Regions from separate parts of the Mus musculus genome. Here region 1 is linked to region 2. Evidence: chromatin contacts called from public Hi-C data. All regions are on one chromosome and are shown on one strand. The core of a region is the stretch at or near the end of the contact, and the rest is flanking DNA. Distances in the headings are between cores, read along the strand shown.

What was found. Hi-C and Micro-C count contacts between places; a contact is called where the count stands out from the background.
Region 1: a contact with region 2 is called in a Hi-C map of the C2C12 cell line, with 2.8 times the contacts expected there. The contact joins two enhancer-like sites. A contact is called at or near these places in 3 of 484 Hi-C or Micro-C datasets (the C2C12 cell line, adipose-derived mesenchymal stem cells and embryonic fibroblasts) and 1 of 9 other capture datasets (pancreatic islet).

Annotation. Positions count from the first base shown.
Region 1 is chrX:157,161,427-157,164,126 of GRCm38.p6, forward strand. It overlaps Phex (phosphate regulating endopeptidase homolog, X-linked), which reads right to left. Exons shown (of 22, transcript NM_011077.2): 22 at 649-2,700. Among named protein-coding and RNA genes, the nearest start is that of Gm52451, 98 kb to the right of the region's middle. Within about 2 kb of position 1,300, at least 1 of the 459 cell types and tissues checked has an H3K27ac peak or open chromatin away from gene starts, as enhancers often do. A contact at or near this core is called in the C2C12 cell line, where this site is marked.
Region 2 is chrX:157,027,800-157,030,584 of GRCm38.p6, forward strand. No RefSeq gene overlaps it. Among named protein-coding and RNA genes, the nearest start is that of Gm52451, 230 kb to the right of the region's middle. Within about 2 kb of position 1,327, at least 29 of the 459 cell types and tissues checked have an H3K27ac peak or open chromatin away from gene starts, as enhancers often do. A contact at or near this core is called in the C2C12 cell line, where this site is marked.

The DNA.
Region 1 (2,700 bases), core at 50-2,549, 130 kb after region 2:
TCTTGGAAGAGGGTAGACTGATAATGTCCATCATAGGAGAGCTGAATAATTTTTACATGTGTCCCAAACCACACTCTAATGTACTTAAAATATCAGATGTTACTCAGTGGTATAGTTATACCCATTTACAATATCCATCTCCTGTGTTAAACCAAACAGCTTACTGGAGCCAGAGACTGTATATTATCTTCCTAAATATAGCTGGCTTGGTGATTTCAATAGAATGGATGCTCAGTTATCATGTGCCGAATGAATGACTATAAATTGACTGTATTGTTAAGGCACAGTAACAGCACATAGAGATTCTCTGCTTCAGTAGGAATGCTCTTGTGCATTATTACTTTTGTAAGACCAGCCCTACCCCAGTAGATAATTTTCTCAGAGGCATCTCTTTCCCTCAGCAGGAATATTATTACAAAGGCCATAAAACCGCATCTGCTGACTTATATTCTAGAAGGAATGTAATGACCAGCTTGCAAATCTCTCGTTGTCTACAGAAAGTTTCTACATTTAAGTCTTACTTTCCCAAAGCAAGAAATTTAGTTTGGTGAAGTGGCTTGCACAGTTTTCTGGCAAATATATTTTAAAGCAGACCTGAATATCCACATATATAATAGATTGGGATTGCAAAAAAGGAGAGCAACAGAAAACCTTCAACAAATGTTTTATTGTCCTTAAAATAATGATTCTCATTGCTTCACAAAGGAAAAAAATCACAACCAAACCAGTCTGATAGTAATGACATAGATTGTTTTTAAACTGCACAGTACAAGAACATCTTTCTTAAAACCAATAAAGCATTGCCACTAGTGATAAAGATGTTATTCCATGGAACAATCATGCAGTTTTCCACAATTTAAGATGTACTGTGACATTATGCTAAAAATATCAAAGGCAGTGGCTACCAAATGATAAGCAATTTTAGAAATGCTGGTGGAATAAACATATTAGAAAAGAAGATACTCTAAGAGATGCAAGTTAATCCAAAGATCAGTATCCCGAAGCACAAAACCTGTCCTTCCATGCCCTGAGATCTTGGACAAGCAATTCTAAGCTTTCCCATTTCTCTTGGCATGAGCACTCTCTGTCTGCTGAGCCTTAGTTCCTAGTTTCTTCTTAGTGATGCTCTAGGGCTAAATAAGATAAAATTTATGGGCTATGCTTTAAGCTCCATTGACGTAAGGCACTAAATAAGCTTGAGGATAATTTATGAAATCTGATCTTACAGCAGTCATGCCCCAATCCATCTAATAAAAGAGAGTGAGGCAGGAATAGGAGGCCTATACTGAGTATTTGGTGAAAAACTCAGCAAACTTTGGACAACGGTAGTAAGGCCAAACAACACAGCTTTAAATCTACAGAGTCCTTGACTCACAAAAGAGAATTCCACACACATTAAAAAAGAAAAACTCCTTCAAATGCCCAGTTAATAATCCACTTGCAGAACAGCTGCTATATGAGTCAGAGCAGTGTGTTGCTGTAGCCCTAGTCTGAGATCCAATATTTAATTTCCCTTTGATTTACCATAATTATTTTTAAAGACTTTTTGGTTCTCCTCCAGTGAACATGTATATCAAGGAGCAAAAAAGATGCTGTCTTGTTTTCCTTAGGCTAGCTCCCCCTGCTTTTCTTCCATTCTTCAATTATGTCTGACTTTCTCTACCATTTAATCAGTGTCTCTTTAGGAAATCAAGCTGCACAGAGAACAATATTGTAGTTTGAAGGGTTTAACCAAAACACTTAAAAAGCTAGCACTTGTAGAAAATGTGTGTGGCTACTAAGAGTAATTTTGTATCTCTTGAAAATCCAAGTTGATCAAAATACTTAGTTACTAATCCTGTCATCCAGAAACTGGGAGAACTCTAATCACTAACCAGTCGTCCTTAACCAATAAACCAATACCATTTCCAAAGTCATAAATCTATAGTCTTCTCAAACACACTCTCTGACCTGCAGGAATGTGTTTGCTTGGAATTGTTAAAAAGGAAACTTAGAAGGAATGCACTATTTATATAAGCCTGGCAAACTTCGGTGTTCAGGAATAAAAATGAGTATTGACAAATCAGAATGGCTACACCAGAGAAAAGGCACATATATTTCTAACACCTCACATGATGCTGTTTGTGTTTAGAAATACAAGCCAAGGTCACTTTAAACCATGGATAAGAGGAAGAAAAGGCTGCTGCCCTTCAGAAGTGTATCCATTCGGAGAGGAGGAAGTCAAGGGGAAAATCACTCTCCTCAGACTAATGCAGTGTAATTGTTTTCCTTATGATGATGTCCTTCCATTTTTCTCTCTTTGGAAGTTCCCATGGTTACAAAAGGATATGGTTCACACTTACATTTCTTTTATAAAAGAATGACAAGTCACAAGGATGCAAAATTGACCTCCTGTGGTTCATCTGAATTTGTCATTTTGCTTTTGAAAATTTTCTATTGGCCCACTTAACCAGCACGCCATGTACAATGAATAATGTGTTGGGGGTAGGAAAATGCCTATACTAGATTAAAAATATTTAAAAAAAAAAACAAGAAGTACTCACCACTTCAATGCCATTACAATTTTATCCTACATATACTCTTAAATGTGATAAAAATGCCCTACATAAATACACACTAACACTAAGTTAATTAACACTATAGGTGTTGATTAAAAAAATAATGTTCTAAAGATCAAAATACAGTACTGCTTTTAGAAAA
Region 2 (2,785 bases), core at 77-2,576:
AGGCTTCACCCACCAGCTGATAGAAACAGATGCAGGTGCTCCACACCAAACAATAGGTGGAGCTTCATAAATCTTGTGGAAGAGGACGAGGAAGGATTGAAGGAGCCAGAGGGCTCAAGGAGAATCTACAGAATAAATTAACCTGAATCCATGGTGGTTCACAGATACTGAACCACAAAAAATAAAAATAAAATAAAATAAAAAAGCATGCCGAGGCTGAACCTAGGCCTTCTCCACATTTGTAGCAGATGTGCAGCTTGGTCTTCATGTGGAAGAAGGGGCTGTCTGTTGCCTGCCTTTGGATCCCTTTCCTCTAACCGGACTGTCTTGTCTTACCTCAATGGGACATGATGTGCTTAGTCCTGCTGCAACTTGATTTGCCAAGTCTTCTTGATATACATTGGATATCTCATCATCTCTGAGAAGAAAGGGAAGGGGGCTTAGGGGAGGGGACATGAGGGGTAGGGACTGGAAGGAGAGAAGGAAGAGAAGCTGCAATCAAGATGTAAAGTGAGGGGGCTGGTGAGATGGCTCAGTGGGTAAGAGCACCCGACTGCTCTTCCGAAGGTCAGGAGTTCAAATCCCAGCAACCACATGGTGGCTCACAACCATCTGTAACGAGATCTGACTCCCTCTTCTGGAGTGTCTGAGGACAGCTACAGTGTACTTACAATAAATAAATAAATAAATCTTTAAAAAAAAAAAAAAAAGATGTAAAGTGAATACATAAAATTAAAAAAAAAAAATTCGGACAGGCCCAAATCTAGGGATATGCTACAAAATGACTGACCAATAGTCTTTGCCTATGCCAAGACTATGAAAGGAAAAGAAGCAGTGAAAAAAATCATAGAATAAAAGAATTCAAGAACACATATGAAGGGTAATATAGGATCTAAAATTATACTCTAAAACACAGCATATTTTACATATATGGTATATAAATAAAATATAAGCATATTTAGGTGAGAATACGTGAAGTCATATAATTCTGAAGTATTAAAGCATAGTTCCAATGCACCTAGCAGCTTGACAACATCACATGCTATTGAGGTCAGTTTGTGATTGCTCACTTGTGCTTGTTCATATTCATTTATTCATTCACTCATTCATTCATTCACATTCTTCCTTCTTCCCCCACCATCTTTCAGGTTTCCTCCTCCCTTTGCCTGCATTCCCTGATTCTCTCACTCTTAGCCTCTCCCCTCCCTCATTCCTCATCCTTTAATTTCACTCACAATATTTTAAAGCCACAACACAGGATTGAGTCACACATGGAATGAGTGAGTCAGCTGAAAGGCTTGACTCATGTCTTAGCCAGTAATCATATTGCTAAAGGCACATACTTCCATGAAATGCTAAACCACAGCTCTCCAGCACTCAGCAGTCACAGAACAGAGTAGGCATAAGCTGCAACCACTGAGCCTTGCTCAAATTGCAGATTTAGGAATGTAATTGTCCTTTTAAACACACTAAGTACAGTTGTAATTTGTTGGTCCAGAAAAAAGATAACTCAGGCAGCTTCCCTAAAGCAATATAACTCATTGTCATTAAAATCAAAGGGAGGGGACTGGAGTGTTGGCTCATCAGTTAAGAGCCCTGACTGCTCTTCCAGAGGTTCTGAGTTCAATTCCTAGCAATCACATGGTAGCTCACAACCATCTGTAATGGGATCCGATACACTCTTCTGGTGTGTGTCTGAGACAGCTGCAGTGTACTCATATAAGTAAAAATAAATAAATCTTTTTTAAAATCAAAGGGAGGGACCTTAGATGAAATGTCCTATAGTGAGGAGAAGGAACTTATAGAATCCACCTCCAGTAGAAAGATAGGGCATCAAGTGGAGGGATGAGGTTTCCATCCCACACTCAAAAGCTCTGACCCAGAATTGTTCCTGTATGAAAGAACTGTAGGAACAAAAATGGGGAAGAAGCTTTCGGTCTGGGCCAGTGCCTCTAGCAGACCTTGGGACTGAACTCCACAACCAATCCGACAACACCCAGAGGAAGATCTACTTCTAGGCACTCTAAAACTCCCAGGATCATAGGATCAGAGGTGAGGAGGACACAACATCCCAACACCCGAAGTAACTGGGACCAGCAGGAACCATGCACCCAGGAATTCAGCCTGACCAGTGGCACAGGTTCTTTCCAGTCTGTGGGCCAGTGACCTGAGAGGCCTTGGGAACGACCTCTGTAGTCAATCCCACAAGTCCCAGAGGAAGATCCTCTCCCTGGCACGCTAACACTCCCAGGACCACAGGATCACTGGATCAAAAGATCACAGGAGTTTAGACACACCATGCTCTCAGGGTCCCAGAGGCAGTTTGACTCCCAGGAGCTCTGACACACCCAGGATCTCAGGATCACAGGATCACAGGATCTCAGGATCACAGGATCACAGGATCACAGAGACAACTGAAATCTGGGGAGTTCTGCCACAACCAAGATCACAGGAAGAACAGGCTCCAGTCAGATATAGCAAGGGCAAGTAGCCATTTTTACAATGTTGATCCTGCCAATCCATGAGCATGGGAGATCTTTCCATCTTCTGAGATCTTTTTTAATTTCTTTCTTCAGAGACTTGAAGTTCTTATCATACAGATCTTTCACTTCCTTAATTAGAGTCATGCCAAGATATTTTATATTATTTGTGACTATTGAGAAGGGTGTTGTTTCCCTAATTTCTTTCTCAGCCTGTTTATTCTTTGTGTAGAGAAAGGCCATTGACTTGTTTGAGTTAATTTTATATCCAGCTACTTCACCGAAGCTGTTTATCAGGGTTAGGA